Regions from separate parts of the Mus musculus genome. Here region 1 is linked to region 2. The links are chromatin contacts, called in public HiChIP or PLAC-seq maps. All regions are on one chromosome and are shown on one strand. The core of a region is the stretch at or near the end of the contact, and the rest is flanking DNA. Distances in the headings are between cores, read along the strand shown. Region 1 holds the start of Tdp2 (tyrosyl-DNA phosphodiesterase 2). Region 2 holds the start of Slc17a3 (solute carrier family 17 (sodium phosphate), member 3).

The links. HiChIP or PLAC-seq counts read pairs in DNA pulled down with a chosen protein or histone mark.
Region 1: a contact with region 2 is called in an H3K4me3 HiChIP or PLAC-seq map of pro-B cells, with 3 times the contacts expected there. The contact joins the promoter of Tdp2 here to the promoter of Slc17a3 in region 2. A contact is called at or near these places in 7 of 39 promoter capture datasets (the 3T3-L1 cell line, cranial neural crest, liver and 3 more), 3 of 115 datasets of contacts at active chromatin or transcription factors (the 230-238 cell line, large pre-B cells and pro-B cells) and 1 of 9 other capture datasets (liver).

Annotation. Positions count from the first base shown.
Region 1 is chr13:24,830,007-24,833,048 of GRCm38.p6, reverse strand. It overlaps Tdp2 (tyrosyl-DNA phosphodiesterase 2), which reads right to left and starts at 1,390. Exons shown (of 7, transcript NM_019551.2): 1 at 1,120-1,390; 2 at 954-1,039. The coding sequence starts at 1,317. It overlaps Acot13 (acyl-CoA thioesterase 13), which reads left to right and starts at 1,560. Exons shown (of 3, transcript NM_025790.2): 1 at 1,560-1,823. The coding sequence starts at 1,743.
Region 2 is chr13:23,838,054-23,840,940 of GRCm38.p6, reverse strand. It overlaps Slc17a3 (solute carrier family 17 (sodium phosphate), member 3), which reads right to left and starts at 1,507. Exons shown (of 12, transcript NM_001164743.1): 1 at 1,276-1,507.

The sequences.
Region 1 (3,042 bases), core at 141-2,640, 990 kb before region 2:
CTTGTGCCAAACTAATCAAACTTGAAACAAACCTGTCTCAAAAGAAAAACTATCGTTCTTTGGCAAGAGGAGAGCAGATAAACTATGCAGAAACAAGGAGACTTACAGGTTACCATTCTTCAGGAGAAAATCTCTACCTCTGTTTTTTTTCTAATCTTCAGTTTACATATCACCAATATTTCAGGTCAGTAAGTGTATTTCAGTAGCCAGGGTTTCACAAACCTTTAATCCCAGTACTGGGCCAATGGAAGGCAAGCCTTGACCACAAAGGAGTTCCAAGTCAGCCTGGACATATATGGCTCAAATAAAAAGTTCGGGTAGGGAGTGCTGGAATCAGATGCAATGCTAGCAAAAGGGAGGCTGGAAGAGAGCTGGAGGTCAGGATTATTGCAAGCCTCTGTCTCGAAAAAGAACAAATAACGGTAACATTAAACAAAAATTCCATCCCAGTGTGGTGGTGGGCACTCTAAATCCAGCCCATTCGATTCTGAGGCAGGTAGATCTGTGTTTGAGGCCAACCTAGTCTACACACCAAGCTCAGGCCAGCCAGGGATAAAGGGTGAGGTTCTGCCTCAAAATACATAAAATAATCTTCAGGTTTAAGAAATAAGATAAAATAAAATAAAATAAATCACGTTGGAAGCCAGTTCTAGTATGTGCCTTCAACGTGCCAGCACTGAGAGGGCAGAAGCAAGCTGATCTGAGTTCGAGGCCAGCTTGGTTCAAATAACGACGAGTTCCAGGCCAGCCAAGCGCTACACAGTGAGACTCGTCCCAAAACAACAAAGACAAGTCCCGCTGGGAAGTGACCCTGCATCCTCGGAAGCATTCCCTGAGATTTCCAGCTCTGGGGCGCCGGCCGCCCTTTTCCAGGTCCCGGTCCTCGGACGCCCAAGCCCAGCAGGCGGTCCCTCCCCGCCCTCGGCGAGCAGCCCGCGACCCCCGTCGCTTACTAGGCCTCGGACTTGAAGGACGTGGGAGGCTGGCGCGGCCACCCTTGGTCGTTCTCTGGCAGCTCGAAGTAGGCGCTCAGGGCTTTCTGAAAAGCAAAGGCACAAGGCTGCAGGGCGCGCCCCGCCTCCCGGGGGAGAGCGGCGGAAGCGAGAGACGCGAACTGACCTGCGTCTGCCAGTCGTTCTCCCGCAGGACGCTGGGGACCATCGTGGGGTCGCATCCCCCCACCAACGCAAAGCCCAGGCACTGAAGCCGCCGCCTCTTCACCCGGTCCTCCTCCGCCTGTGCTGCTTCGGGCGCCGACGCCGCCCGCCCTGCCGGCCCTGCGGGCTCCGCCGCATCGGAACTGCTGCCAGACGCCATCGCCGCAGGGTCCCCTCAAAACACCCGCTCTTCACGCTGCTTCCCGCGCGACTGATCGCGAACGCCGGAACCTGCGCAGGCGCGCAGCGTGCAAGCGCGTCCGCGTCAACCTTCCGGCAAGAAGACCGCCCTCTCTGGTCCCCGTCCGCGGCCAGCGAGGCGCAGATGGGGAGGGGGAGGGGGAGGGGAGGGGAAGGAGGGGCCGAGGAGGCCTGAAGGTTGCGCGTGCGCGCTGGGGCGCTAAAGAGTGAAGGTAACCCGTGATCATCTAGGACCAGGGCGACCGGGGCGCGCGATCCTTTCTCCCGAGCACGACGCGACAGCGGCCGGGCTTGCAGACTTGACCTTCCACACCCTTGTCCTCTCACAAACGTCTCTTCCAGAGTTCATTCTCGCAGAGCCCAGACTCTTGCTTTGCGTCCACGATGAGCAGCATGACCCAGAACCTACGAGAAGTAATGAAGGTTATGTTCAAAGTTCCCGGTTTTGATAGAGTTTTGGAAAAGGTATATTTATTGTAGGCGAAGTATCTGGTGAAGGGGACGAACCTAGTAAAACACCTTAGTGGCCTCGCAAACGCAGGGGAAGTGCGTGGCGTGGATTCTCATCGAAACGTAAATAAGCATGTTTGGTTTTTTGTTTTTTGTTTTTTTTTTAACCAGCAAACTGTTGGAGTGTGTGGAGAAAAAATGTCAGCGTACCATTTAAGGGACGCTGGAGCCTGCAGGGCTAGTATATAGGAATTGTTTCTTAAGAGTCAAGGAGGTTTGAGGTACGGAAGTGAATGCGAGAACCACCTGTACGTGTGTTGTATTTCTTGCTTTTGAGACTAGGTCTTTGTAACTAGGTCTATGTAACTATGTAACGTTTGTTGGCTGAGAACCCTTGTAGTCCAGGCTGGCCTGGGAGTCTACAGAGTTAACCAGGACCAGTGCCTGCACCCTGCCATTCCACATGAACTAACGTAGACTACTGTTTTCCAGACTTTATAGACATTGTGTTCTATAGGAAGCAATCCTTAATAAATATCCGTAGCAGAAGTCCAGTGCGTGGTATTGTCAGAGTAGAAAGACACTTAACCTTAGAACTTGCTGCAGACTTTTTAATAAATGTTTTAATGCACGCATGTCTATTTTTCTGATTAAGAAAAAATACTTGGAAATTTAAAAAGAATTTGGGCATGAAATATAAATTTTGGTCAACAACAGGCATTTGAAATCTTTTTCCTGAACACGCCCCCTCTTAGAATTTTTTAACTATGTTCATAAAGTGTCAAAAAAATAGGAAATAACCCTTAGGTAAATATATTTAATGTTTTCCAATAGGAAATATTTCAAAACTAAGGACAGCATTTGACAGTGACTTTTAGAAAGATAATATTACCTAAAAAGAATTTTAATGATTTAAGAGGAAATTTTAATTCTTTAAAAACAACCAAAAACAACTTTATGAGGACTGGGATGTAGTTAATCCAAGCTTGCAGGTGGGAGCCCGTCATTGACAGGGTTGCAGGTGGGCACCTGTCGTTGACAGGGTTCCATAGCCACTTCTCCGTAAGCTTTCCTCACCCTCCTGGGTATTAGAATATTTTGTAACGTATTTATTTGGTTTTATTTATTTATTTATTTTCTATTATTTATTTAAGTTCTATCCAGAACTTGACATGTAGACCAGGTCATCCTGGATCTCACAGAGATTGATCAGCCTCTGCTACTTGAGTATTGG
Region 2 (2,887 bases), core at 258-2,757:
GGATTACGATGATGACGGCTATTGCTAACAACTGCTACTGCTACTGTTACTGCTAGATTCTGATTCTGATACTGATACTACTAGCTTGTACCTATTCAAAGTCTAAGAATTTTATCAGGTAGCATCTGAGGCCTTAGAAAAACTTCCCCATCTTGCTGTGTCTGCCTCTCTATGTAGACTCTAGTGTATTTTAAACTTGCCTTGATTTATGACTTTTGTCATTCTATAAAACTATAAAATTCATGAGACGGCTTCCATATTGGGACATGAACATCTGGCATAACCTAAATCTCTGTTCCCAGACCATGGTCTCTCAAATATGGCTCCAGTATAATGTCATGTTTGCTGTAAGGTAAGAGCTGTGTGCTTTTTGTATTGATGATGTAACAGGCAAAGAAGTGATTGCTAACACCATTTTATCTAGAGTGGTTTTCACAATGCTCACACTGTTCTTCATGTCCCCAGCAGCTGTCAGACTAACAAGAGTAGTTACAACCACTGCTGTAGACTCAGGACCCAGGCAGGGCCATGGACCTCAGAAAACTCACTGACTCTCTTCTCCTAGGCCATTGAGCTCATTAGCAAAAGAACTGATGTTTGTTCATGAGACACTTTGACTTTCCCCTTACCATTCTCTCTCTGTCTGTTTCTCTCTGTCTCTGTCTGTCTCTGTCTCTGTCTCTCTCATTCAATTTTTTTTTTTAAATAACAAGTTCTGTTGGGTATGGTAGATCTACCTCCCTTGATTCTCTGGACAAGTCACTTCTACACACATACATGATTTTATGTGACTACGTAAAAGTTTTAAAAACATTCCTTTATAGTATGTGTTTCTTGGATCTGTCTCCACAGCTGCTATTGTCTCCACCAATTCCTATGGTGATCTAGCACAAACTCTTCAGTTTCCAGTCTCTCCTCTCCCTCTCTTTCTTCTCCTCCCTCTCCTTACCCGCTGTCTCTGTATGTTCCTCCTTTTCCCCTCCCTCTTGGACCCTCTTTTCCCCTCCCTTCTCCCTCTCTTTCTCCATCCTCCGTTATCTTCTTCCCCTTCTCTCCCCCTTCCCCCTTCCCTTTGCCTCTCCCTCCATTTTTCCGTCTTCCTCACTCTTGCTTCCCCATTGCCTTTGTAGACATAGGTTTTTACATTGTATGAACATGTTTTTATTTTGTCAGCAGGAGAACATTTGAAGTTGGAGGAGGGATGTATAGCAACCCTCAGCTGGTATTCAAGGACAGTGCAGATCTTTGGCTACCCAATGAAAGTAAGTGACTTACCAACTTAGTGACTGAGGTAGGCCTTCCTGTGTTTCCTCTGGACAGGCTTCTCTTACCTCTTACCAGACCACTCAGTATTCTGTGTCACTCCATGACTCCAATTATTAATCATTAATGACAGGCTGAAGCACCCCCTGCTTTCAGCTGTGAGCTTCACAGCCTTCGTCCTTGTCCAGTGTCTTGCCAGCACCCCAGAAGGATCTACTGGGTCTGACACCTGCAGGCAGTTATTAGTCACATTGCCTTGCAGTATTTCTAAAGACATTTCCTTTTTCCGGTTTGAAATGGGATAAGTTACAAATTAAACACATTTTGTACTTTACCCCCTCTTTTTTTTGTCTGGTCTTTAATTTTCTTTTGCTTCTTTGAACTATGTGGGCCATAATCTTATTTAGTAACGTTGTTAACCAAATCAAATGGACAAAACCCACAAGCTTCTCATAAATTCAGTATTTATTCCCCATGACTTTTTTCCTGTCTTAATTACTTCTATGTTTGTTGATAAACTACATAAAACAATGCTCGTACCTACATCTCAATTTGCACATGTTACCATGTACAATGGCAAGTTTTCTAACTCACTTAAGTAACCGCTTAAAACTTTTATACATGCACATGATGCATTGTGATCAGACCTCACTCATTTTTGCCAACAAATTCCTCCCATTCCCCACTGTCACTTTTCCCTCTCAAGTTCATGCTTCTTCATTGCTTCTCCTCCTCCTCCTCCTCCTCCTCCTCCTCCTCCTCCTCCTCCTCCTCCCTACTGAGTCACGTAGTGTTGTCTGTGTGTTCATAGGTGTTGAACTATCTAATGGAATATGGATAGCATCTTAGAATCTGAATCCCTGAAGAAAACTGATGCTCTCACCGGCTAGCAGCCATAAATTGCCAATAGCTCCTCGGCCATGGGTGAGACTTCATGAGCTCCCGCCCTGACCGTGGCGAGATTTTGGCTGGCTGGATCTTGCTCAGGTCTTGTGTTTACAGCCACAGCTGCTGTGAGCTCACGTGTACAACAGCGCTGTCTTGTCTGGCAAAGAAGGTTTTGCAGTAGATGTCCACTACCTCTGGTGCTTAAGATGCCTCTTCTACAATGCTTCCTGAGCCTTATGATCAAGAATGTGACACAGATGCCCTTTTAAAGCTGATCATACCACAGTCTCTTACTCCCTAGATTTTGACAAGCCGTGGGTCTTTGTATTAATCACCTTATACTATAAAAAGAAGCTTCCCTGATGAGGGCTGAGAAATGCACCGAACTGATAATTTTGTAGTTTGATTTTTCTTTATGGTTGAATAATCTTCCATGTATCATTACACATTTATCAGGTGATGGGACATTTTAAACCTTTTCATTTCCTGGTGATTGTGAACAGAGAAGCAATAAACATGAATGAGTAAATAAATCTACAGTAGAATATAGAGTCTGTTGAGAATATTCTCAGGAAATGTTCTGGCTTGATCACATGATAGTCCTATGTCTAGCTTTTTGAGGTACCTCCACATTGATTTCCAACAAAGGGGCTGAGCTCGGAACACCCACACCAGCACACCAGAGGCCAAGCTTGTTCATTTCTTTAGACGATCCTGCCAATAGCTTGGAAGTAGA